4 separate regions of the Mus musculus genome follow, and regions 2, 3 and 4 are each linked to region 1. Evidence: chromatin contacts called from public Hi-C and promoter capture Hi-C data. All regions are on one chromosome and are shown on one strand. Each heading gives the region's core, a stretch centred on a gene start, on an enhancer-like site or on the middle of the called end of the contact. The rest is flanking DNA. Distances are from core to core; before and after follow the strand shown. Region 1 holds the start of Sh3glb1 (SH3-domain GRB2-like B1 (endophilin)). Region 2 holds the start of Mcoln2 (mucolipin 2). Region 3 has its middle 15 kb from the start of Bcl10. Region 4 holds the start of Pkn2 (protein kinase N2).

Evidence for each region. Promoter capture Hi-C pulls out the DNA fragments that hold promoters and counts their contacts. A called contact is a pair of places that touch in the nucleus more often than the background predicts.
Region 2: a contact with region 1 is called in a promoter capture Hi-C map of pre-B cells, with 4 times the contacts expected there. The contact joins the promoter of Mcoln2 here to the promoter of Sh3glb1 in region 1. A contact is called at or near these places in 3 of 39 promoter capture datasets (hippocampal neurons, liver and pre-B cells).
Region 3: a contact with region 1 is called in a Hi-C map of the Ba/F3 cell line, with 6 times the contacts expected there. The contact joins the enhancer-like site here to the promoter of Sh3glb1 in region 1. A contact is called at or near these places in 6 of 39 promoter capture datasets (frontonasal cranial neural crest, hippocampal neurons, liver and 2 more), 2 of 484 Hi-C or Micro-C datasets (the Ba/F3 cell line and CD4 T cells) and 1 of 115 datasets of contacts at active chromatin or transcription factors (pancreatic cancer cells).
Region 4: a contact with region 1 is called in a promoter capture Hi-C map of pre-B cells, with 7 times the contacts expected there. The contact joins the promoter of Pkn2 here to the promoter of Sh3glb1 in region 1. A contact is called at or near these places in 5 of 39 promoter capture datasets (embryonic stem cells, hippocampal neurons, liver and 1 more), 5 of 484 Hi-C or Micro-C datasets (CD4 T cells, embryonic stem cells, liver and 1 more), 5 of 115 datasets of contacts at active chromatin or transcription factors (astrocytes, extraembryonic endoderm stem cells, fetal liver and 2 more) and 1 of 9 other capture datasets (adipose tissue).

What each region holds. Positions count from the first base shown.
Region 1 is chr3:144,718,651-144,725,108 of GRCm38.p6, reverse strand. It overlaps Sh3glb1 (SH3-domain GRB2-like B1 (endophilin)), which reads left to right and starts at 4,774. Exons shown (of 9, transcript NM_019464.3): 1 at 4,774-5,127. The coding sequence starts at 5,056.
Region 2 is chr3:146,144,245-146,151,169 of GRCm38.p6, reverse strand. It overlaps Mcoln2 (mucolipin 2), which reads right to left and starts at 1,337. Exons shown (of 14, transcript NM_026656.5): 1 at 1,164-1,337. The coding sequence starts at 1,240.
Region 3 is chr3:145,905,437-145,912,229 of GRCm38.p6, reverse strand. No RefSeq gene overlaps it. Among named protein-coding and RNA genes, the nearest start is that of Bcl10, 15 kb to the left of the region's middle. Within about 2 kb of position 5,454, at least 23 of the 459 cell types and tissues checked have an H3K27ac peak or open chromatin away from gene starts, as enhancers often do. A contact at or near this core is called in the Ba/F3 cell line and liver, where this site is marked.
Region 4 is chr3:142,876,588-142,883,630 of GRCm38.p6, reverse strand. Pkn2 (protein kinase N2) reads left to right here and starts at 1,627. Exons shown (of 22, transcript NM_178654.4): 1 at 1,627-2,020. The coding sequence starts at 1,973. 9530052C20Rik (RIKEN cDNA 9530052C20 gene) reads right to left here and starts at 1,136. Exons shown (of 2, transcript NR_152127.1): 1 at 645-1,136.

The DNA of each region.
Region 1 (6,458 bases), core at 3,525-6,024:
TCTTTAAAACCAAGTTTTCAGAATAACTATCTCATTTGGAATATTTTATTGAGATTGACTCTCTTTGTGTTTGTGTGTGTGTGTGTGTGTGTGTGTGTGTGTGCATGTGTGTGTGTGCATGTGTGTGTGTAAGCATGTGGGCAAGCAAATATAATGGTTAAAAGGCATCTTTCAGAAACAGGTTCTTTACTTCTGCCCATGTGGGTCTTAGCAATCAAAGTCAGGACACCAGGCATGACAGCAAGTGCCCTTGCTGCCTGAGCCAGCTTGCCAATCATTTAAGGATAAACAGGATCCAACATTGAAATATTAGTAACAATTCTGCCTTGTATTTGGTACTCAATAGAGTGTTACTAGCTTTTATGTCTCATAGATATTTTACAGTTCAGAGAGTTTAAGGCTTAATGAAAAACCCAAAAATTTTTATACTACAAGAGAATTCTAACTTCCATACTGAATATACAACCACAAAACAGCTATGACCTGTTTCAAACATATTGACAAAAGCATTCTCTCTTTTCATTAGAGGAACATAGAAGCTTACAATAGCTTAACTGCATTTTTACTCAACACTTTAATTGTAAAACAATTAACTTTTTAGGCTACTCTGACATCTATCTAGTAGAATCATCATAGACATTGAAAATATATAAAATACACACTTGTATTTTAAGTAAAAGACTACTAACTTAATCACTAATATTTTTTTTAATTTTCCCAGCTAATTGTTTTGTTGTTGCTGATGCTGCTGGCATTGTTATTTGAAAAAGAGTTTTACTAAGCTTGTCACCCTGGCTAGCCTGGAACTTTCTGTGTAGACCAGGCTGGCCTGAAACAGAGATCCACCTACCTCTGCCTTTTGAGTGCTGGAATTAGAGGGTTGCACCACCACACCTAGCTGTATGGGATTTTAAATATTATAGGTTGTTTAGCAACTCAAGATAACAAGAAACATCACTTAAGGTTTCTATACTTCACTCCATTGACCTGGGTGACTGGGTAAACTATTAAATAAAATGTGCATGGTTTTCAAGTAGAGCAGCAGATTTTGCTCTTTATCCTAAGATTAGTAAAAAGACATTAGTGGTTGAAAGCAAAGGAGTAACTTGGTGAAAATAATTGTTTAAGTTTGGAAGGGTTTCATAATTATGAGGTAACTGGAAGGCCTTGATGGCCTATTTCTTAAAACTAAGGAAATATTGTTAATTTTTCTTTAGACACATGAATGGTATTACAGTAATATTTAACAAGAAAGTTCATACCATCTAATGGATAAGATGAAAGGGAATTTTATGACACCTGTGCACAAGCAGACCCTTGGATGGAGGCGAGTGTTATAGAAAAGAATAAAGAAATGACAAGGGAGACCTTGGGAAATTTCCATTAGAGTCCAGGAAAATGGGGATATGGGGGCAGGGACCACATCAGAAGTGGTACCAGGCACTGCCAGAAGAGGGCAGTCAAAGCATCACACAGGCAAAGCAGGAGAGGGTTCTTAAGGAAAAACTGCAGGTAAAGTTAACACATCGAAGCAGTACCTGGACCGTGGATAAATTCTCAACACACTGTCTTACGGTGATGACTGAGATAAAAACAGTGTAGAAAAATTACTGCTGGAAGAGGAAAAAGAAAATAGTTCTTGGGCACAGTGGTAGAAGGGGCCACGTTTGAGTGATCCAGGGTAAATGGAGATTCATAGGCACTGAGGCTGTAATTGCTAACCTTGTTTTCAAGGTTTTGACCTCTAAGGGAAGGAAGGAGATGAGAAGAGGGCCAGGGTTGTGAGGGTGACTGGCAGCAGTGTCTGTGGTTGTGACAATGAGAGAACTGAGGTTCCATTCAGGAGGTCCTGGCTTACATATTCAAGTGCTGGTAAGAATTCTGTAGGAAAGGGGAACAAATGAAAAGATAAGTACATACATTCGACAGTAGTAAAGGCAGAATTCAAGGCCCTGGGAAAGGCCTGGTTGCTGACGACAGAGGACGTTTTTATTGTCCCAGGAGCGAGAGGGTCAAGTGTACACAGGATGGGAAGGGCCTTTCCGTGCTCCCTTCCCCAGAAACGAACAGAACAGTTGTCTGGGCTGAGCAGGACCCCAGCACCTAGGAGACTAGGCAAGAGGATTACACTGTCGGGTCCAGGCTAAGCCAGAGAGACGCTGTCTCCAAAGCAGACAAATAAATAAAAAGAGAAAAAAAGAAAAAAAAAGAAATATTCATACAAAGCAACTGTATGCCCCCTCCCCAGTACCCTCTCCCACCTGTCCCTCTGTCTGTCCATCCCCCATTCTCTCACCCTGTTGCTCTCATGCTTACATTTAGACCTGTGTCACACATGCTTCATCTATATTTACAGAGAGAGAGAAACAAATGTTACCACTGGCTAACTCTGAGTATCTGAGTGACTGGCAGCTCTCATCCCGCTGCATTTCTGTGCTATTTGGGTATTTTAATGGCCATACATTGAAGCCATTAAATCAGTAAAGTATTTGTCTTAAAATCCAAAAGTGATGTAAGCCAGAAACGTGATGTGCATGTGGGCATGTATACACACATCATCTAAGACACATCCATGTCAGACAAACCTATACACAGACAGAAACTGAAAACACAAGCAGCAGAGAAAGCTACAAATTCAAAGTCAACACCTCAGCCAACAAAGCACACATATAGTGGAGAGTCGGCAAAGGACCAGAGTTCAGTTCTCAGTGATCCTGGGTGGGAAGTAACCATGGGAAGCTACAGGGTCTATAGCTATGCTGATTTCTCCTCTGGCTTCTGAGTGCATCAGGCACACAAGTGGTCCGTGGACATATATGCAGGCAAAATACTCAAATACAGATTTTTTTTTAAATCTTTCTACAGCGTATAACGTACAGATACTCTTGTTCCCTATTAATATATAGTAAAATCCTCACAAATAATCCAACTTTTAGTTTTTGTCTATAATGGCATTAAATAGCAAAAAATACTGTCACAGGCCAAATGATAGACAACAGAAGAAACCACGGTTTGTTTTATCTCCTTTTAACAGGGTCGACGTGCACCCATCCACTCCACCCCCGTTTTTCCTGTTTTCTTTTCTTTCAGTTGGGACTGGAACCAATGGCCTAACACTTACACTTGGAAAATTCTACCCACTGAGCTCCAGCCTCAGAACTTCCTCCCGATTTTTTAAAATTATATAGACCTAAAGCCTGCAGAGAGGTTCCAGAGATCGTAAGACTCCTTTCGTTCTTGCTTGATAGCAGCAAAGCAAATGTCAACAGCTGCGTCTCCTGTAACTATTCTCTCCTTCTTCGATAGCACAAGCTCTGTCTTGTCTAAGACAACAATACGTACTGTTAAAGACAAGACCTACCATTCTCTCACAAATGCTCTTAGTTTTTTTTAACAGAGCACATTGCATTTATTCGATCGAACTGCCATTGTGAGGACCTAAATGGCCCAGTTCTCACTAACGATGTGAAAATGAAAGTTTACGAGCTGGGGGTTATGGAATGCTTGTTTTAAAGGAGAAAGGGACACTGAGCTGGTGTGTACTTTTGCCTCTCCCCTTCATTTCCTTTCTAATGTGAGAACATATGTGTGATATCTAGAGGTTCCAGAGGCATCTTGAAACACCAAAATGAAAGTTACATGATAAGACCTGTAAAACAGGATCTATTGGACAGTGGTTTGGTCCCCAGGATAAAGGAAGTGGGGAGAAGAAAAAGGAGGGAGGAACAAGAAAGAAAAACAAAGACAGGAGGGTGATGGGTTTGAAGCGGTCTTTGGATACCTGAAGCCAGGCTAGGTCGCATGAGGCCTTTTCTCAGAAAACAGAAACTAAATTAGCTGAGTGTAGTGTGGGTGTCTGGGTGGGTGGGTGTGGGGGGAAGGGCTCATGCCTTTATCACACAGCTAAGAGTTGGAAGGTTGAGGCCCTGCCAGACAGTAGGTACTCAGGAGTGAAGGAATGTATAACCGGATAGGAACCTTGTCTTTCTTCTCCATTGTCTCTCTGAAATGCTCTTATATACCTTCCCAGGGGATGGGAGATACTTTCTAAATATGCCTCAGATGACCACCAGCCACCAAAGGGACTGAACCCTTCAGCACCTACTCAATGCCTCACACACAATAGGTCCTCAACAGTGAGTCAAAGTATAATAGGGTAGGGGACAATGAAGACAATCCCGTTCAGCAAAGATTGGCTAGGTGTCTACCCAAGCCATAGGTAGCCTTTGACCCCAGACCCAATACAGGAAATCCGGGCCAATGATTCTATAGTGTCAGTTCTGTTTCCTTTTAAGGAACGTTTTGTCCATGCTTTTCTAAGGAACTTTTGTCCGGGCGATTCTGTCACAGACACTCACTGAGATGCTGTGGGAGGGAATCAGGGTGAGAGCCCAGGAGGCTCTCGTTCTGGTAAGAACTTCCACTGATGCTCTGACACTGGCTTGGTGCTTAGTGAGCTGTCAGGAGAGCCTCAGCCGCGGCTCCACCCAGTGGTGAATCCTCGGCCACCCTGCAGGGGTCGCTGTTCCCATGAGAACCTCTGCAGCGGCTCCACCCAGTGGTGAATCCTCGGCCTCCCTGCAGGGGTCGCTGTTCCCATGAGAACCTCTGCAGCGGCTCCACCCAGTGGTGAATCCTCGGCCACCCTGCAGGGGTCGCTGTTCCCGCGAGGACACCCCCGCCCCCCACCCCACGCCATCGGTGAGGCCACGCCCCCCTCCCGGCCGGCTGTTTTCCGCCGCGGTTGCACAGTCGCCGGGCGGCGGGGCGGGGCGGGGCCTTCCTCCGGACGCGACCTCGGTCCCCGTGGCTCGCAGCTGCTCGGCGACGCGACAGGCCCAGCGTGTGAGCGGAGAGGCGCGCGCTCGCGGGCGCCCGCCCTCTTCCCTCCCCCGCCTCCCCGCCAGGAAACGACAGCTGCGCGGGGCTGGCGCCGCCTCCCGCCACCTACCACGTCCGCCCCGCCGTCGCCGTCGCCCGGCGCCCCAGCCCGGCCGCGGCGCTCCCCGCCTCCCCGCTAGCGCAGCCGGCGGCTCTGCCCGGCTGCCGCCCGGCATGAACATCATGGATTTCAACGTGAAGAAGCTGGCGGCCGACGCGGGCACCTTCCTCAGCCGGGCCGTGCAGGTACGGCGGCGGCGGTTGGGGCCGGGCGGGGTGGTGGCGCCGGGGAGGGCGAGCGGAGGGCGGGTCGGGGACGGCGTCGCCCTGGTACCCAGGCCTGCCGATGGGCGCGGCCTGGCGCCCCTGCCCCGCTGGCCGTTTCCGCCTCGCTCGCCCGGCCGCCGCCGCCCCGCGCCCCGGCAGGCGAGTCGGGACGCGGCCCAGGGCGGACACCTTGGGTTCACCCCGGGGCGGAGGCCTCGGTGCCCCAGCCGGCGAGGCAGGGCACGCCGAGCACCTTGGCGCCACCCCCACCCTCCGCTGCGCTCGCTCTCGCCCTCCGGGCCGCGTCCGACCGAGAAGGGAGTTTCCTTTTCCTGCCCCTCAACGCAGAGGAGCTGCCAGCTCAGTTCCCACCAGCCCTCGCTGCTGCCCCTTGGAAGGATTGTCCCAGAGCTTAGCAGCCCGTGGGGGAGATGGAGATTGCCTGTCCCTGTCGGTGTCCCAGCTTCACCAAGGACGCAGGACACCTAGGATTAGGGGTGCCCTGACGCGTTCCCCAGATGGGCTATATAGAGCAGGGGTGAGAGGAGGACGCGATTCACGTTGTTGTCACATTGGAGGGGACCGGGCACGCTTGGCTTCAGGCGCACTTGGAAGGGAAAAGTTCACTGCGTCTCCTTATTCTGTGATTAAGGAAGTGTCAGCAATAGGGAACTTGGGCAGATTTTTTACAGTCAACACCCACATTATGCAAACTCAGTTAAATCTCGGAGCAGATGTCAATTTCACAACGTGGCTTGTAAACAATCTGGTATTGAAGTTAGTGACATAGGGTAGCAGCAGCCCTCTGTTCCGGAAAGAGAAAACAAAAGTAATGTCCCATGTGCCAAAATCCCACCGAACTATAAATCTCACGTGTGCTGCTTTATTTCTTGATTCATTTCATTTTACTGGCACTGTGAATATCATATTTCGTTATCCTTGGCAAAAGAATCGGACAGTTCCCCAGGGTAATGACTGCCTATCTTATGAAAAATAGTATGACGAGCAGTTTACTGTGCATTGAACGTACTAGCTGCAGCCCATCTCTGTCACTTTGCCAGAGAGGCATTGTTCGCCCTCCCTTAAAAAGGAAGCAGTCTTAGAGAGGGTAAATAAACTGGCTTGACTTGCTTGGCTAGCAGACAACCAAAGTTGCCCTCTGACCCACTACTTACTATACTAGAGGCTGCGTTTTCCCTCAGAATGATCATCACGGGGTTAAGATATGTAAAATAGCAATATGATGTGGCCCCAAGAGAACTTAAAGATCATTTGGTAAAATCTGAACTCTTACCAACAGTGAGTAACGC
Region 2 (6,925 bases), core at 88-2,587, 1.4 Mb before region 1:
CCAGGACAGCCAGGGCTACACAGAGAAACCCTGTCTCGAAAAAAACAAAAACAAAAGAAAAGAACACACCTCTGTAGCCCCACCAACATGGTTTTATAGTTCAAAACCGGTCTTTTGAAGGTCTGAGAAGTCTATGCCACCCTTGCAGAAAAGCATCCATTCAGGTAGCCATCATAGACTAACTTCCCTATGGCTCAGTTTCCTTGCTGGCTTCAAGAACATCCTGCTAGGAAGGAGAGGCCGCTCCCTGCTCCCTTAGAAAACTTTAACAGCCCGCCACTATTTGTTTTAAGAGCAGCAAGCAGGAGCCAAAGGCCACTTTGTCCTCACCTCCCCGGCTCAATTGCGCTGCTGCAGACATTCAAACTCAGGAGAGGCCGCTTGGCAGAGCCACCTGGCTTCACTGAACGCCTTTTCATAGAGCTGGGGAAACCAGGGTTGACCACACCGCAACCCTCCCACCTAAGAAAAAGTCGGTTTGTTCCGGAAGGCAAACAATCAGCCTCATTTTTAACCGAGTGCAAGCAGTTAGCATTAGTTTGCCCGGGGTAGCAAGAACTCTAAGGTAGAGCAAACCAGGATCTTTTCAGAGTCCTGTCACCAGGAAAGAAACACACACACACACACACACACACACACACACATACACACCAAAAAACAAAAGTCATAAAACATCTGATCCCTCTCTGTCTCTCCGGGTCTCTTGCCTGGGAAAACCGTCAGTTTCAGGGCCAGCCATCCTCCTTCAGAACTTTCCAGGGCTCCCGGGACTGAAGGAGCTAGACCCATTCCCCGCCCAGAGGTTCAGTGGCCCCCAAATGAAAGCCTTAGGGGACCAAAGCCTCTTACCCTTCCAGTCAGCGCTCTGATCTCAGCCCCGGGACTTTGCGGAAAAGCGGCTGTGTGCACCCTGGTCGCTACGCGTGGCCCTGTCCTCCCGCCACGCCCCCCGCGTCCCCACCCTCGGCCGCTGACTTCCTTCAGCGCTGGGCGACCCAGGGCGCTGTCACGAAGGACTTTTGCTACGTAGCGGAGAGCCCGGACGCGAGGCAGAATGGGGTCCACGTGTGAGCTCAGGGACACCTTCTCGGCGGGAGATATTCCAGGAGGGGACGCTGGAATCCAGACGACCACCAGACATGGTCCACTGGGGGAGTACCCACCTGTGGTGGGGACCCCAAGTCAGGTCCGGGACGCGGTTCCACGCAGGCAGGTCCAGCGTCTCCTCGTCTCCGGGCATGACGTGACCCCAAATTCCCTCAGTCCCCACGGTCCCCACACCCGGCTCCGCCTACGGGTGTCTGCGAGATGCAGGTGGAGTGGACGCCCTTATAAAGGGAAGTCGTCCGGAAAGCCTGCTATGAGGCCGCCCGTCGTCCACCCCGCCCCCCTGGCCGTCCTGACCTCCTCCCTCCCGCCCCATTCCCCACCCCACCACCCCACCCCCGCCCCCAGACCTCTGACTCCTTCAAAAGTTCATTGCATTTCTTTTGAGCTCACCATGTGGCCCACACTGGCAACCAGAGCAATCCTCCGGCCTCAGCCTCCTGAGTACTAAGATTACAACAAGCACGTGCTACCAACGCTGGGATTTTGGACAAGTAAAGTGTTGGTACTGAGTTCTACCGGATGCTCCTCCCTCTTGGAATCAATAAGTTCGTGGGGATGGGTTTCTTCACTAAGGAGTCTTTATTCTGATAACTCCCTAACAAGTAGTTAGGATGACAGGGCAAGCATGTGGAAAGCAAGACCCCAGCCTCAGCCACCAAGTCAGCTTTCTGCAGCCAGTCTGCTTGACCCCTGAGTAGCCCAGAGTAGCCCACCCCAGCGGCCTCTATGCCCTTCCCCCTTGTTGCCTGAAAGCAGGGGCTTCAAGACAATTGGTTTCTATGAACCTGGCTACAGTACCCAACCTGAAGCTAGCAGGGCCTTTTGGACAGAACCGGCTCAGAGGCTCCTGTCGTCACCATGCAGTGGAGCTAACTAAACCCCTAAGTTTCCAGGCTATGTGCGTTAGGAAGTGTTCGAAAGGTCCCCATGTTTAGCTAGGGCAAAGGACAGTTTGTAGAGGATTATGTAGAAAGAGCTGGACAGAGCCTTTTGGACCCTTTGTGTAAGGTTTTTGTTTTTTGTTTTGTTTTGTTTTTTGCTTTTTGAGACAACCTCATATAACTGAGACTGGCCTCCAACTTGCTATGAAGCTGACGCTGGCCTTGAACCTGGTCCTCCTGTCTGCACCTCACAAGGGCTGTTGGTGTTGAGGAATATTCTGCCCCACCCCCACCCTTCCAAATCTACTCTGTTTTAAAAAGTCACTTTCCAAAAACTACTGGGTAAAAATGCTTGAGTTTTGTTTGTTTTTGTTTTTCCAAATTTCTTTTAGGAAATACGCTTACTGGGTATGGAAAGTCTGAGAAAGTCTGTCTGAAAAGTCACAGTGCCCACCGTACCTTCATGCTCAGGATTCTGTACACTGCCCCCTCCCCCCAGTGTAGCCAGTCCTGGGTTTGACCCCAGAATCATGGGGTGGACAGAGAGAATCCATTCCAGCAAGTCCTCTGGTCTCTGCAAGTCATGAGTGATACCTATGTGTGGGGTACACACACACACACACACACACACACACACACACACACACACGAGAGAGAGAGAGAGAGAGAGAGAGAGAGAGAGAGAGAGAGAGAGAGTGTATGTGTTCACAGACATTTGTTACTACTCCCAAGTCACATAAACAGCCACTAGCAGACGAACTCTTTCTATTTAGGTCTCTGACACTCCAAAACCTTTCTTCTTACTATATCTACCCACTGACAAGACAGGTCATTAAACAGTTGCTGGTGTCCAGTAACTTTCTTCATTGGCAAATGTTTCTCTAAACAGATTCCCACCTGTGACAATCTAGAAACAGTCTCACCGGTGGAGAAAATATGTCTTTTCCTAGGTAGTTGTAAAAGATACATTTATCTAGGTATGAGGTCCCTGTCATTTCTAGGAGATGGGGGTCTCATAACTGATGTTTAGCATTCTGTCCCCTCTTCCAAGGCATCCCCTGAGCAGTCAGTGCAGATGTATCCAATATCCAATGTCAAGTGGTCAGCCCTGAAATCCTATATACAAAAGCCATACTAAAGTGTACTCAACAAGATATATAATAATCAAAAGGTCACCTACTTGAGAGGGAGTGAGAGAGACACAGGAGGGGTTGGAGAAGCAACAAGAAAGGGAAAAGTAATGTTATTATATTTTAATTAAAAACTCTAAATAAAATTTAAAGATACATTTATCTAAATAGCTGTTACTAATGAAACTTGTATCTCAAATAAGTATATTTGAGATCTATTTAAAATAAGCTTGGGTGTGGTGCACTATGGTCCTGGCATTTTGGAGGCTGAGTCAGGGGGATCGCAGTGAGTTGGAGAAGAGCTTGGATCACAACGTAAGTACAGGCCAGTCTGACCTGCACAACACCACACAGTCTCAAATTTTAATAAAAGTAAATGTAGATATATAACCAGAAAGCAAAATCTTTTTTTTAAGGGGGCTTTATTTTATTTTTAGTTACATGTATAATGCCGGTGTGTCTATGTGTGAGAATGTATACCTGAGTGCAGGTGTCTGGATGGACCAGGAGGGGATGTTGGATCCCCTGGATCAAGAGTTGCAGGGAGTCTTGAGTCCTTCTAATGTGGACGATGGGAACAGGACTTAACCATCTCTCCAGCCCTGTAAATTCTCAGAGAGTAGCATAGAGGAGAAGCTTCCTAAAGGAGGGTCTTGGGTATCAATCCTCATGGGCACCCACTGGCTCCCAAGCTGCCTCGCTGAGACCAGGCAGTACAGTGCGCCTCCTTCCGTCCCCATCCCCCATCCCCCAGGAAAACGCTTCTCACGCAGGCGCCACATATGCTGCCCTTAAAGTAGAAAGGGCCCCAAAACGACCACCTAAATGTAGGAAGGAGCTGTGGATAGAGAAGAGGTGAGGAAAAAAAAAAGATGGACAATCGTTGGAATCAGACGGCTGAAAGTTTGGGCTATCGCGCACACCGGGAGACATGAATTACGGTTTCCTGGCACCCTGTTAAAACACTCAGAGGTTAGTTCACTAGAGTCTCTTGTTTCCAGTGAGGATCCAGGTTCATGTGTCACTGGGTAGCACTAGACATTGCTTTGTTCTGTGTGTTGGGTGTTTCAATCACAAGCTTTTGCTCTACCCACCTGTGTGTGCTTCAAGGCTTGTGTCTTAGCTTTCCAACGACACAAGAGTGTTTTGTTCAACCCTGTACTGTGCATCAGACATTTCAGGTTTGCCAATCACAGTCATGGATTTCTCTTGCAGGTTTCCTTCTTACGACAGTTTCATGAATTTACCATGTTAAAGGGGATTTTTTTTTCTTTTAAGTCATCTGGAAAATGTAAGCCAAGATAGTAGTAGACCTGCAACAATTTTATAATAGGCAGTCCAGAGTAGTCTCTATTGGGAAGTCACTGTGTAGACAGAACACAGTAAAATAACAGGGAAATGAGCTTTTTATTTGTGTGGCTTCATGTCCTTCTGATTTTTTGATGATATGAAATAAGTAAGCTTTGAACTTTCTATATATTAATCTTTTGTTGTTTTTAAACACTGTAATCTCTGAACTAAGTCTTCCTTGGTCTACGTCTTCCCTTTGATGGTGGAAAATCAACCCAATACCAATCTCCGTGACCTGAGCATCTCTGATCTCTGGAAAGAAGTTTTCTCTTGAAAGCCACGGGTGTTCTGTCTCCTTCACAGCAGCTCGGTTTTATCTGCTGTATCAAATTCTGCTGTGCTTCAACTTCACTCATGGTAGGAGGGAAGGATGACTCAGCTTTTCTGCAGAAAGCAATCCAGCTCAGCAAAAGTAGCCTTTAACTCTGGGCTTGGTGATCTTTGTGTTAGGAGAAGGGCAGTGCTTTAGGCTTTGTGGATCGCTCTGTTGCTTTAGGCTTGATAGATGGCACTGCCTCTGTTACAACTGATGTGTGATGTGAAAACAGGTACAGACAAGAGGGAAATGGGAGTGGTTCTGTTTCTCGGCTTATGGAAATGTTGTTATTTTAAGTTCTTAAAATAGATTTTGTTTCTTAGAGCAGACACAGGTTCACAGTGAAATTGATCAGAAAGCGCGGAGGATTCCCGCACGTTCTCCACCTCCTCCACATCAGGGTCACCCGTCTGAACTGCACCCGCTGAACTGCAAAACGGAACGCACGCTCTCACTTGGCACCTGGCAGCTTCACTGCCAGTGCCTCAACTTTGAGAACCTTCTATCTCCCAGAACTGTGAAAAATAACCATTTACTGCTTGGTTTAAAATACTGAATCATTACTACTGTGTTATAGCAGCTGGAACTGACTGAACATTCGGCCTGATAGCCCTCTGTGTGCCTTCCACGACCTCCCCACCTACTGTAGCCTTTAGGAATTGCAGGTTTTTCTTTTGTCTCTGCTTTTACCTTTTCCAGAACACCATACAGTTGAAATGCTACCGTGTGTAGCATCTTCACAGTGACTTCTTTTGCTTCACGGTACCCAATTAAGCTTCTTCCATGTCCCTTCATAACCTGCTAACTCACTACCTTTTAGCGCTGATAATGTCCTCTTGAATGGACATACCACAGGCATTGATCCACTCACTCCAAGAGCACCTTGGTTGCTTGCACTTGTAAATTTTGAAGAGGGCTCCTTTAAGCATCTGTGTGACCACTATTTTTGTTTGTCGTTTAATGTGGGCATGTGTCCAAATCCTTTGGATAAGTGCTGAGAAGCGCTAGGACTAACTACTAATATATGCAAATATAGCTTGTAAGGCACCACCTACAGTCCGTTTTGAATTCTCCTCAGTAATAAACAAGATCATTTCACTTCATGCCCTCACCACCATTTGGGATTTTCGGTGTTTTGAAATCTGACTGTGACAGTGGTGTGCAGGAGTTGATTTCATTTGCAGTTCCCTGGTGACATGTGATGTTGAGCATCTGCCTCATATCATTGCCATTTGTATGTCATCCTTAGTAAGGCACTTTCTCCAGTTACTGTATCCACTTTAAAAGAGCAGTTTGTTTCCTTACTGTTGAATTTTGAGTTATGTGTATATTATATTTGCTTTCATTAGCTTGTTTTTTTTCCAAGTATTTTCTCCTACTTGTCTTATTCTCCTGTTGGCGCCTTTTGCAGAGCACACACTTCTTTTTTTAAAAGATTGTTGCTGATTCAATCTACGTAATAAATATGGCCTTACTCAAACTCTCAAATCCTTTTGTAGCTGTGCTGACACAGACCTTTAACCCAGCATTTGCTAGGCAGAGGCAGGCAGAGCTCTGTGAGTTTGAGGCCAGGCTAGTCACAGATCAAGTTCCAGGCAACAGGCCTATATAGCTAAACTCTCTCTCAAAAAAAAAAAAGAAAAAAGAAAAAAAAAGGAAAGAAAGGAAGAAAAGGAAAGAAGATAAGAAGCAAGAGAAGGAAGGAAGCAAGCAAGCAAAAAAAAAAAAAGAAAGAGAAAGAAAGAAAGAAAGAAAGAAAGAAAGAAAGAAAGAAAGAAAAGAAATGTCAAACTAACTAAAATCCCTTGTGTGAATTTATTCTTTGTATGTCTTGTATGTTCATCTTCTGTTGCTCTAACAGGAATGCCTATCACTGGGTAATTCATAAAGGAAAGAATTACATTTGGCTCAGGTTTTGAAAGTCCAGACGACTGCTACCAGCATCTGTTTGGCTTTAAGTGAACACTTTAGCATGTGAGAAAACAGAAGGGAAAGGGGGGACATACACAAAGGAAAAGGAACAGGGGACATTTATCCACTCACAAAGCCTCCCTCCATCCCCAGGGCCCAAACGTCGCTCACAGGCCAAGGCTCCCAGCACATGGATCTTGGGGAGACACACTCAAACAGCCTCTCCC
Region 3 (6,793 bases), core at 4,205-6,704, 1.2 Mb before region 1:
TTCAACAGTTCTCTGTCATTGACCTGTAGTCTCTGCCTTAGCTTCACTAACACCAGAAATAGGTGTTTGATGACTGTAGTGACCCTTCAAATATTTCAGAGTGTGGCCCCTTATAGTTTAAAATCCTGGCGCTAGGTGACAATGGGTTAATGACAGGGAATGGAAGAGCCACATTTGAAATCAAATGACAATAAGCTTCTCGACTATCAGAGCGTGAACTGCCTACCATCTGTCCAGCAAAACAAAGATGGTCACTGTCTTCTTGAGTGGTCTCAGCCAAATATCCACCTTCTCTGAATTCTGCACTATCACACCCAAGTAATGTGACCAGTCCTTCCTAGAGAGTCCTTTTTGCCCTGTTCACAAGTGCCTGATGGAATGTCCAGAGAAAACCCCATGTCTGCTGGCACATCCGTGGGCATCTGAAAAGTGTGCTTCTCATTGTCCCATCAGAAATGCCTGTCCTCTACTTAACACAGGTGACAAGGCTGGGACCACTTCTAGGAAGGTCCCCCTCTCAGGTCCCCACATTCCTTTGAGTCTTTCTTTGAGTGTTGAAAGAAAGGAGGTTTGACTTCAGAGTATCAATGGAGCAGTGTAAAAAGGTCAGGTGAGACTGTCTTCCTTCTCACTTCTCCATTTATTAAATGTATACTGGTCAGGTACTCCCACTTGCTAAGGCCTCTTACGATCCTGAGGATAAGGTTCTCATGAGATCTATGTAACACTGGAGGGAGCCAGACCATAACCAGCTAAAGCTGATCAGACCAAGAAGACTGGGACACGGAGACAGCGACTTCGTACACGTCCACATTTGCCTGGGTGGTTACACCTCAGAAAGGATGCCCAGAAGTGGCATTGTGAGTGGGTGATACTGAAGGGAAGTGGGGATGAGAAGGGGAGAGAGAGGGAGGAAACAGCCGGAAGTGTGCAGGAGCAGCTTTCTAGAGAGGGGGCTAGCATTCGAGAATATACTCCAGGATTCTGGGGCTATCCTCCACCTGCTTACCTCAAATATGAACTAAATTCTGTAGCAGTTAGGAGCCAGATGGAACCAATCCAAAGAACAGAAGAGAGTTGTTGCCTGCCTGAGATCGGAGGACAGGTGAAGGAGAAAGAGAAGCGAGTAGTTAGAAAATGGAGGGTATGCACTTCCTGGGAGAAAATAAACAATGTTGCAAGGACAAGGGGAGCACAGACTACTCTCAGGAGTCTTCTAAGCACCTGTCTAATAGCTGCATCTTCAGAGGAGAGGGCGCAGATCTAAAGAATCAAAACGGCCCCCCTACTTCCAGCTCAATCCTTTCTGCCTTGGGTAGCCTAAAGAATTCCATAGTATGGGAGGCTTCAGTGGTCAGTGCAGTAAAGACTGTGCCAGCTAGGGGGATGAGCTGGAGTCCACTTAAGTTGCCAGGACACAGAAACAGGAAAGATGACTTTTCTTTGAAGGCCCAAGATGCTAACACACACACACACACACACACACACACACACACACACACACCTCGGTCAAAAGATGGCCTGGGGTTAAAGGAGGCTCTGGCAGTCTTCCCTGGGAATGTGTAGCCCACGAAGGAAATTCTCACAGGTCAAGGCAAACACACAAGCATAGAGTGAAGCCCTTGGTGTTTATGTAACTGATCAAAGGTTTACAGCTAAACTGTGTATTGGCTTAAAAGCATGACTCATCCAAATGAAACAGGCTTTTAAACACACACACACACACACACACACACACACACACACACACACACACAGAGCTTAGGTTTTCCACTTATTGTTGTTGGGCTATGTGACCTTTAATGACTTTGAAGTCCAAAAATATGGACGCCTCCAACAGTGCATGCGTGTGTGTGTGTGTGTGTGTGTGTGTGTGTCTGTGTGTGTGTCTGTGTGTGTGTCTGTGTGTGTGTGTGTGAAGCCAAAGGAGAACAGGTTGCATCCTTTATATTGTTTAAAGGAAATGTCAGAATCAAGGCCCTGCTCCCTCTTTGCCCTCAGCCTCCTCAGTTTGAGGAGGATTGGGGGTAAGGGTAAGGGTTGATGCAGGGCCGGGAGGAGTGAATGCCAGAAAGGGCTCTGAAGAGAGGATTTTACTTTTCTGAATGCAACAGAAAGCAGGTCGACCAGGTATCCTTGAAGAACACTGATGATAATGGTCCTGAAAAGACTGAGAAAAAAAAAGGTCCTTGGTTAGGTCTGGTTCATAGCAGAATTGTGTAAGTTCAGCTTTTTAAGACTTTACTTTTAAGATGGGTTTTTAGATGTTTTAACCTTCCTCTTAGCCCATCACCCACCAGAGGTAGTGGAAAAGAAAGGTTTTTAGGATAGAGGGGAAGTGGACCTGTTTAAAAATTGTTTTTAGAGCAAATCTAATCTGTGCTGTCAGGAAGTCAGCAGCTTAGTTCACAGGAGTCAGCAGCGGCAGCTCGATCTAGTTTATTAGTGGTGTCAGAACAGTAAACACCAATCAGTCATGGCATGGCAGAAACAGCCAGGCGTCAGCAGAATTGGCACGAGTCAGTGGGAGAGACCAGGACCACCAGGGACACCAGGACAAGTTCTCAGCTGTGCCTCTCTCAGTGAGGAAGCAAGACCAATGACATGTCGCAAAGCTAGCTATGTAAGCCCCTGTCATTGTCTATTTATACTTTCTCCAAAACCATGCGCCTTCTACAGTTCTTACCTTAGCACGTGCCTTGCCTTAGCACGTGCCTTGCCTTACCACGTGCCTTGCCTTACCACGTGCCTTGCCTTAGCACAACTCCATGTGAGTCTGCATCAGCGGACATCACTTTGTCAGTTGGCCGGAGTCTCCAGAAGCAGCAAGAAGCCACCAGAACACCAACAGAAGCTTTTTGGTGTATTTCTCTCTATGGAGTCACCACAAATGGAGCTCAGCTATGCAAGGTAAGGGGAACCAATACCCACATGTGTCCTTTGACACACTTACTTTATCAAAACATTTTTTTTTTATCCATGTCTGCTTCAGGAAAACTTTCTTTTACATGTCTGTTTTAACAAAACACCTTTTTTTTTTTTTTTTAAACCTGTGTCTGCTTTAGTGAAATTTCTTTTTTCATGTGTCTGTTTTAACAAAACATCCTTTTACTTATATCTGCTTTAGAAAAACACTCCTCCATGTGTTTGCCCCAGCGAAACATCATTAGACACAACTGGCTTTCTAAGGAAAACCAAAGTTTCCACTTCAGAATTGCATCTGCGCTTAGGAGTTTTGGAAGTAAAGCTGATAGGTTAGCCCAACGCCTTGCTTTCTCCCCTTCGGGATGTGCTTGTCTGCTGTGACCCCAGGTTTACCTGACTTCCCCAGGCAGCTTCTGACCCCACAGGGATCTTGCCCTGGCTCTGCTCTGCCTTCTACAGTCATTTCCAGATTGAAGTCACAGTTGTTTATATACAAGAAAGGACTTCCCTCTACACTTTATCAGTACTAAGTGTGATGTTTTGGACTTGGGTACATTTCTCATAAGTTTGGGGTAAACTCAGGGTAGAAGGGAAATACCATCACGGAGCTATCTCACAAAGTCTTCAGAGCTGTCCGAGAGTGAGGAGCTGGCATAGCCAAGCACTCGCCAATCTGAAGAGATGATTCTTATGTGGTGTGGCAAAATCATTTATGATTAAGTTCTCTAACCGAATGTACAAAGACAGATACTTGAGTGCCAAAGTCATAGTTCTTGGTTGAGATGTTTACCTGAGGGGGGGGGGGAGTCTAGACAACACACACCAAGATAAGAGTCCTCACTCAGAAGAGTCAAATCTGTATTTCAGTCATGCTGGAAAACCAGCTAGTTTCAGAATGCCCCCAGTTCCCCGACAGACTGGAGTATAGACAGCAACCAAAATCAACCAACCAACTCTCTAACCAACCCACTGTCTAATCATCCAACCGAAACACCAAGATAAAGGTAGCATTTTAACTGACAGACAGTATTGTGACATACAAAGGGTCCTTCCAAAGATAAGGACTTCTGTGTGCAGTTCATGTGTACCATCTCCATGTGTGTGTGAACACCAATGCCTGTATGTGTGTTTGAGTAAGCATGTATGTATGTTGGTATGTATGTAGGCCCAAAAGGGCAAAAGCAGCAAGCTTTCTCCAGTGCTGACCCATCTCTCCACCCTCATTCAGTGCTGACCCATCTCTCCACCCTCGTTCAGTGCTGACCCATCTCTCCAGCCTCATTCAGCTTTTTATGTGTGTGCCAGGGCTCTGAGCTCAGGTCCTTCTGTGTCTGTGGCAAGCACTTTATGCATTGAACAACCCTTCTGCCCCCTGTTTGCTTTTTTTTTTTTTTTAGGGTCTCACTAGGTAACCTAAACCTGGCTTTGAATTTATAATCCCTCTTGCTACAACCTCCCGAGTCTTGAGATTAAAGATAGATACTTCCATGCCCAGATATCCCAAGTTTTAGATCGAAGTTTTGAGTTAACAAAGCACTACCAACACCCACAAGCTTATGGTATAATGGTATTTCCACTTCAGTGAAGAAACATCAGGAGCCTGAGGGAGGAAGTCAGTGAGCCAGTCCACAGGGCCAGATTCCGGGTGTCCCACGTGCAACCATGCATGGCTGCACAGCACACCATCATCTTCGTTTTTACTTACCTCTCCTAGTTCCCACTCTTGGTAAGCTGTCCACCTTCGTGGAACAGGAGGGAACATAAGAACACCCTTTGCACTATTGCACAACGTTTCTGCAAGTCTCAAGATAAAAAATATAAAATGAAGCCTGACATATTCTTTTAGTGTGGATGGTGGTTTTTGCAATTCTGAAGAGAATCGTAAAAGCAGCGTGTATAGCTAGGAGTAGAGCAGCATTTTATTAAAGGACCCTCCCTGGGCAGCGATTTAGTTGTTTCTCTTCTTTATTGGCTCTTAGGACAGCACCACACAGCATGGATTCTCGGACCATGCCTGGTCCCACTACCATCATCATCATCATCATCCTGAACATAGACTTTCTGACAAACATCAATAACTACAACCCTTCCAGATCCAACTCCATCAACGCTCCAATGACTCTTCTCTGCTCACACACACACCCCTGCTGTCGGCTGGCTCCCCAGCCCACCCCCTCTGCTCTTTCAGTTTTTTTTTTTTTTTTTTTTTCGAGACAGGGTTTCTCTGTGTAGCCCTGTCTGTTCTGGAACTCACTCTGTAGACCAGGCTGGCTTCGAACTCAGAAATCTACCTGCCTCTGCCTCTCAAGTGCTGGGATTAAAGGCGTGTGCCACCACTGCCCGGCTTCCCTCTGTTCTTTCAATGTCCACAGGCCACTCTCCATTTCCAGTTGGGTCAAGGTCAAAGAGCCGTGCTTCCAATGGCAGTAGATGTCCGGCAGGTATTGAGGTTCAAGCAGATACGCCTCAGGATTTAATATCTGTTCTCCAGCCAACAGCACGTGTGACATTCTCAGCGGCATGGACTCTGAACAGGTGGCTGTCCCATCTGTCTTTCAACAGATCAGAGGGAACGGTGGCAAAGGGCAAGGCTGGCTTGTAATGAGGGCACCTCTGGCAAGGAGATATCCACCCCTACTTTCTCTGTTGGATGGCAATATTGTTAAATCTCTGCTCCCAGTCTCTAGTCTCTCCTAAGCAGGGTACTGTGTTCCCCGCTGTCTCATTCTTTGAAGCACAGCTCGTGTGTTTGGAGTCTTGGTTCTTAGCTGGTGGAGACATTTTAGGAAGCTGTGGAACCTTTGAGAAGCAGGGCCTAGCCGGAGGACGTGGGCCACTGAGGGGAGTGGCCTGAGCTTTGAAGTCCAGCCCAGTTCTGGCTTCACCTCTCTTCCTCTCACTCTCTTTCCCTTTCCCCCTTCCCCTCCCTCTCTCTCTTCTCCCTCCCTCTCTCCTTCCTGAATGCTGGTGTGAAATAGCCACCTCACTCTCTTGCTTCTACAACCACAAGCCATGGTTATAAATATAAGCCATTCGTGAGAAGTCGTGATCCCATTTCCTCCTCCTCCTCCTCCTCCTCTTCCTCCTCCTCCTCCTCCTCCTCCTCCTCCTCCTCCTCCCTCCTCCACTCCTTATCTCCAGCCTCCTTGGTGTTGTAACTATTTCTTGAACACCACCAGCCTAGGCATTCTATGTATACTGGCTCCTGTCTAACTTCCATCCTAACCAGGAGGTCGGCACTATGTATCTACCGTATAAGTCTTTACTAGTGTGTGCCTTCCTGTCTCAAGCTGTAAGAATCTTTCTAGATGATTCTAAATTGTGTTAAGCTGACAATTAGAGCTATCACCAAGATCACAGGTGGCTTTTGTGCTCTCCATGTCTTGAGATAGCCCCAGGCCTAGGCACATCCTGACAGCTTCCTGCCCTCCCCTGGTCCTCTTGGTGCCACGTTCCTGGGTCTCAGCAAAGTAGAAGTAAGGAAAGGCAAACAAAAGGCAGATTTCTCAGCTTCACTGCGAAGCAGATTTCTTGCAGGTTAGTTCTTTGGTGTTGGGTAGCGGTTCTAGTCCTTTCTTGCTTCTCTGGACCAAGAGAGTCACCGAGAAAACAAGTATGCCACCACCAGAGGGCGCTGCGACCACACAATTTTTTTTTTTCTGCAAAAACTGACCTCTGCAAACATAGTTTAGATTTCTTTTGTTTCTGAGGAGAAATTAAGGGTTGCCCGTGGTGGTGGCAGTAGTGGGGGCTGGGCAGGCGGTGAGAGGGCAGGCGGTGAGACACGAATTAATACGGAGAAGCAGAGATGGGAAGTGTAGCAAACACTCTGCAGGTGCCTTGCTGTGTCATTATTTGAAATTTTCAA
Region 4 (7,043 bases), core at 378-2,877, 1.8 Mb after region 1:
AGTTACTAGGGAAGGTAATCATATAACTTGGCTTCTCCCAATGTTGTTAGTTCCTTGTTGCTTCCTTGATTAATAAGCCTCCATTTTAATAGCAGGAGTTAAAAATGTTACTCACACTATAGTAAGTATGAAGACAAAGTAATGTGTCTCAGATTTACAGCTCTGCCATTCTTGAAGCAACGGTTAATTACAAGCCAATTCCAGCTCTAGCAAAGTATTTCACACTCTGCAGTATGATGAAACTGGATGCGTGTTTACAAATATTTCACTTAAGCTATAAGCAGTTTCTAGAGTGAAACAGTATTCCTAAGACGACACTTGGCGAAGTAACAGTGTTCATCCATTAAACGCATTCTAAAGTTGATTATGTAACTTAATAATTAAGGCACTTGTTGCTTTTATCATTTTCAGCCCAGGCAATTCATTAAACATATAAATAGTAAAACTTTTGAAGTACAGAACGGAAAAGTTTTGCCAGTATATTGTGAGCCGGAGTCACAGAACTCTAGATTTTCAATGATTTCTGACTTCAATGATTTCTGAGACTCTTGGAGAAAAATCTGCAGGAGCCTGCATCAATGTCCCATGAAAGGTAAAGTGCTTCTCAGACTTGTAGCTACCCACCTGAAACCTGCCATACTCACCTAAATAGCCATCACCACTTTGTCCACATTGCTTTGAACCAGCTATATTAGATGCACTTAATCTTCAGAACCCCAAGGGAAGCGTTTACCGAGAGTGTCCACTCATTGATTAGACAAAAAAAGTATCTGTTGATACTTGTGATACATAAGTGTTACTTGTAGAAGTCCATTTTCCCACAAGTTACACTATGTTACTAAGTAGACTGTGCTACTAAGTAGCTAATTCCGATAGGCTGCTAAGTAGCTAGTTAAGGCTCACTACTAAGTAGACTCTGCAACTAAGTAGTTAGTTCTCATTTATACCTCCCCAAGTAAAGTCGGCTTTGGCTCCTTCCCGACGCTGATTCTGCCTCATCTCTTTCCATTAAACTTACGTTGAAAAAAAAAAAATCAACAAATGAGCTAAGTCAGCTTTGAGCTCAGTAGTTTTCTAGTCCCAACCACAGAGTTCAGGGTAGCGCTCGAGGAAAAGGCAGCCCGTGGGGACTGCTCGGAGCAGAGGCTGGCGCCCTGACCACGCCCACTTCTCCCAAGGGCCTCTTCCGCCCGGGTTTGGCTCGCGGTGCACCTTACTGGTGGCGACGTCGCGCGAGCCAAAGGCGAGAGGTGGACACGCTTCGGCAGGTGGGGGAGGGAGGAAGCGACAGCTCGGGGTGGGCGGGCGGGAGGGCGCGGCTCCCCAGCAGGGAGGGCCGAAGCGAGGCTCAATCTGCGGCCGGCCGGAGGCCAGACCTAGCGTTCGCGCAGAGCCGTTAAGCGCAGCCGCGGTGGGTGTGGTCTGCTCGCTCGACTTCCCGCCTCCCGGCGACGCGAGCCCGGGGCCTTTCGCCTCCCTGTCATCCGGGCCCGCCCAGAGTCCGCCCCGCCCCGCGCGCCTGGCCCTGGGGTCCCCGCCAACCCTCCTTGGCTTCCCAGAGCCCGCCCAGCAGGGGGCGGGGCCCCGCGGCAGTCACGTGCGCCGGCAGCCGCCAAGCGCGGCCGCTTTTGCGACGCGGTGACAGCCAAATGGTGCGACAGGAGGAGCTGCCGCCGCGGCCGCTGCGCCCCGCACCGAGAGCTCCGAGTCGGCTCCCGGCGTCGCCCTGAGGGAGCGGCTGAGGGAACAGAGTCCGGCGGGCGGCGGCGGGCGGCGAGGGGAGCCGCGCCGCGAGGGCCCTCGCTCCCCGCCGCTCTCCATGAGCCGCGCCTGCAAGCCGGGCCGCGCCTCCATGACTCCCTAGCTGCCGCTTTCTCTCCGGTCCTCGCCCCCCGCCCGGCTCTCCCGTCCCGCCTTCTCCCTCGGCCGCGCCGCTGGGCGCCTTCAGGTGCGGAGGCCCGAGCGGAGCGCCATGGCGTCCAACCCCGACCGGGGGGAGATCCTCCTCACCGAGCTGCAGGTAAGGGCCGCGGCCCTGCGGGAGCGCCGCCCGGGGAACCCGGGAGGGGAAGGCGGCCGCGGGGTCGGGGTCGGGGACGCTGCGCGGCGCGGCGCGCCCCTGGCCCGCTAGGTGTGGAAACTCGCGGGGTGTCAGGCCGGAGCCGCCTCTCCGCCCCGGGACCCGGTCTCCCGCGCGCGCTCTCGGAGGCCACCGGGCGGCGGGACCCCGTCCCCGCGGGCGGGGCCGCTTACTCGCTCGGGTCCCCTCCGGGTGTCACCGCCCCGCCCTCCCCCCAGCCCCGCTCCCTAACTCCTTTGAATGACTCCCAGGCTGTGGGCGGTTCCCTCCCTTTCCCCTCCGACCGCACAAAGAGCGCCCCCCGAACTTGAGCCCCCGAGGGCTCGCTCCGAAGTGATGGCCTTGCGCTGCCAGCCGCCTTCAGGTGACCGCGAGCCCGTAGCGTGATCTGCGGGCCGCGTCTCTCTCCCAACTTTTCCTTTTGAACTCCGTGAGAGAGAGAGAGGTGGTCCCTCGGATGGCTCTCCCTGCTCACATCCGGAAGTTCAAATATTGATGCTTCCCCCCCCCCCCCACCGCCCCAGACTTTCATTTTCCCTCCGGTTTGGACACAAGAGAGAGAGAGAGAGAGAGAGAGAGAGAGAGAGAGCGCTACAGAAGTTGTTTACAAACCAGAGAACTGTTCATTAAGTGAAAACGTTAGGCAGCACATGTCCGCAGAAGATAACAAAATAGATGGCGTAATTAGTGTAGTCGGTGTCGAAGCAATATTATTCTTTCCTATTCCCAGCTAAATAAAGTAAGCCACGATTTTTGTTTTGAGATCTCTATGGAGTAGGAGACTTTAAGTTTATCCTGTTGGTTACTTTTTCATTACTTTGGAGTATTCAAGAGATGTTTACATCTGGATTAAAATTTTGTCTCTAAACTGGGTTTGTTTTGTTTTAATGTATTGATATTTTGGCTACTCAAAGATTAGAGGTGAGAACGGAGACACTTGCATTTCTTTTGAATGCATTAGAGGGTTGATTTTTTTTTTTTAATTACTAGTTGCTTCAATGTTTAAATTTCTTTTTGAAATGCATTTCTTTCTAAAGCTCATTATAAGCCTGGTATATTCAGGCAATCAGATGTAAGTTTAAACACATTGCTATGATATTTGCAATATCTTAAAAATTACAGACTTCAGCAGGGTACACTAGTGCACTACTGCACTTGTGGAATCCTTTGGAAAAGTAAAGTTGAATTTCCTGTCACTTGAAAATGCCACTATATAACCTTTTAACTACAGTTAGCTTTTAGTGAGCAGCTCTTCACAACACTCATTTGCTAACTGAATAGATCCTTTTTAAAAAATGTACATGCTTCTAAAAGTAAGCATGTACTTTTGGTCTTAAATTTTTTTTGAAATAGCATATAATGCCTTATTTTGAAATATGAAAAGCACACGTTGATTTTGATGAGAAAATGCCATTAAAATGGCAGCATTTTTTCCTTTTTTTTTTTTTTTTTAATCAATGGTGTTAGAATTATAAAGTGTATGGCATCCTTATATTTTCTGGGGGTTGGCATAAATGGCACTTATTTTGGCATTGTAACGGAAAGCATTTTATTGTTATATTTAGGACCTTTTTATTAGTAAGGTCAATTTTAGCAGTAATGAGCAGTTAAAGAATGATAAAAGCCTTTAAATATGACAATTTAAAAAGTGGAATCAAAGGAACACCCAATGCAGTTATGTTTTATAAAAAGTATAGCTTCCTCTAAAAACTAGTTTTACCAAGTGGTACTTTAATAATAACTTTTACATTGTCATTATCTATCAAGGACATTTTTCTTTGTTTATTGTATTCTCAGTTCTAATAAAAGTTATTGCATTTAAAGTTTATTATGTTTACTAAAATATTTATATTGTTTCCTATCATCACTTAAGATACATGGCCATAAATTTACACCTCTTAATAAATCTACACTTATTTCGTCTAGTCATGAAAATGTACGTTGACTTGCTATTTGCCAAAAGTTTACTCAAAGAGTCATTTTTTTAAATCTTCTAAATTGTTTGAATTTATTTAGATGGAAAATTAGCTCTTAATGATTTTCTGGCAAACACACTGTTTAGTAGGTAACCAGTTGTAAGATGTGTTTAGTGGCTGAACACTGTTACTTCACCATCTCTTGTCTTAATATTGTTTCCCTCTAGATACTGATTACAATGTCAATGACATATTTATTTATTTATTCAGTTTCATTTTTTAATCTTACTGCAGAATTTGAAATACTTTGCTAGAACTAGAATTGACTTGTTAATAACCTTTGCTTCTAGAAAGGCAACTTTGTAAATCTGAAACACATTATTTTGTTTTCATCCTTACTATAATGTGTCTGTGAGTATCATTTTTAACTCTCACTGATAAGGTGGAGGCTTATTAAACAAGAAAGCATTAATAGGGTGCACATTAACTTTGTTAGCCAGAGACTTGAAGCCTTAAGGAAGAATATTTGTTATAATAAAAACAAAAACAGGCTGTTAAAAATTTAAACAGTTTCTAGCTTGTATATAATAATATTCCTACTTTTTAAAATTTGAATCTTAGCAGGAAACTTATTTTTGTGAGACAAACAACAACAAAAAAAACCCTAAATTTTATTTCTAAGAAAACTGGGATTAATGAAAAGTATCAAGAATCTCCAGACGACTATATTACTTCAAGAAAACACAGAACCAAATATTGAGTAGAAGAAACTATTTAAAATAATTTTGTTGATACTGTTGATTCATCTCCTTTATCCGAGTTCCTAAAGTGTTTGTTTGGGTAAAGGAAGTTTACTCAAGAGAAAAGTTATGGTAGGTAGTTACCTTACATTACAGATGTCCATGTCCTTTGAATACCTGCAGGACTTTGAATATCTGCAGGACCTAAACATGACAGGGTGATTTTTACTTTCTAGAATAGCACAATCACATTTGTACTGGTAGAGAGTTTTATGAAAGTGCAAATAGCAGTATTTGCTACATACCAGACATTGCTCTTAGGTATCTTTTATACCTATTTGACATTCACAAAGATCTAGTAGGGTAAGATATGTTGCTTTTATTTTATGAATTAGGAAACTAAGCTCAAGAGAATTAAGTTGTCAGGCGTGGTGGCACATGTCATTAGTTCCAGCACTCAGAGGGAGAAGCATAGAGAGTGCTCTGAGTTCAAGGCCTGCTTGGTCTATATAGTTAGTTTCAGGATAGCCAGAGCTAAATAGTGAGATGCTGCCTCAAAAACAAAAAACAGGAAAACAATCAACAAACAAGAATGTTAAGTAAATTAACATTGGGTTGCTTTCTCAAGTGACTTCATAGTTTAAATTTTAAGTTTGTTTACAACCTAGTTCAATGTTGACATTAGAAGATGCTCGGAATATTAATAGGAAGGTTTCATTTGTTACCTTATAATGAGGACTGTCTTGATCATTTTATGAGAAATTTATTATAGTTATTGTCATACTCAATTACAGTTAACCTTTGTATCCTCAGGCTCTTCATTCATAGATTCAGCCAAATGCCACTGCCTACCAAGTGATGGGATCTCTGAGTTTAAGGTCAACATGGTCTATATAAAATTACAGGAAAGCCAGAGCTACATAGGAACTATTAGTCTCAAAGGGGTGTGAAGGAGTGGGGGAGGTAGTGGTGTATGTGTATCTGTGTGAGTCTTTGTGGAAAAATGGAGAGATGGCTCGCTGGTTAGGAGGACTGGCTGCTCTTCCAAGGGACCCAGGTTGAATTCCCAGCATCTACATGGCAGCTTACAGATACATCTAACGCCACCTCTAGGATTTTGACGCTCTCAGATATACATGCAGACAAAAACACCAATGCACATAAAGTTAAAATCAAAATAAATAAGTCATTTTTTAAAAGAATCAACTACTTCTGTACTGAGCATGCAGAAACCTTATTTTCTTGTCATTCCCCAAACAATAATAGCATTTGCATTTTACAAAAGGATGTGTATAGGTGATATTACAAATATAATTTTCCTTGAAGTGAATAGGGAATTTATTCTCTGCCACTTCTAAATCTCAGAATTCTTAGTGCTTAAATTTTGTATGTGAAATGGTATAATATCTGTTTATAACCTACAGTCTTCCCTTTTGCCTTCAGTTACCTGTAGATTGTTTGTAGTACCCAATATACATTTGCTAAACTACTGCATTATAAAGATGAACTGATACACAAGAATTATATAGAATTGATAGTAAACTATATCCATTTAAAAGATTTGCAACACCTACTTTATTTGCCTAATTAGTTAAAGGTTTACTGCCTGGGCACATAGGTATTTTAATTTATTGGAAAGTAATTATGATAGACTTTGGAATTTACTTTTTGTTCTAGAAGATTTGCCGCCTACATGCTAATGTGTGCTAAGTAGCATGTATTTTTATACATTAGCCTTTTTGTTTTTTCCTGCCCTCTAGTTACAAAAGGTTTGATTATTTTGGCTGTTTCAGAGTTTTCATTGAATAAATTACATGTAATTCATTTCTTTTATTAAACCTCAGGCATACACACTACTGAAGCACTAAGTGCCATACTAAGTACCACCACTTTGCCTCCTCCAATATCTATGCATTGTTTTCCTCTGTCCTGTCCATGATCCCCGACTTCACCTCCTATTAGACCCAGATAGTCATCACTGAGAATAATGTGGGTTAGTCTCTTACTTGGGCATATATAGATTGTATAATCCTAAAAGATGTGTCCTTTACCTTAGTTTTTATATAATTGTGTTGAATATAATCTTGGGTTTCCACCTATATTAGATAAATGTATTCATATTATTATTGTATATTACTGTAGTTGTTCAGTATAACTGCTATATATTTAGTTGAGTGGATATCTTCCATTGTTGAATATTTGCATATTTAACTCTTGTTAATATTTATTTTTTTGTTTCCATACTTGTGAGTGAAGATATTATGAACTGTCTGTACGTGCTCCCCATGTATGTTTATGAAAGACTAA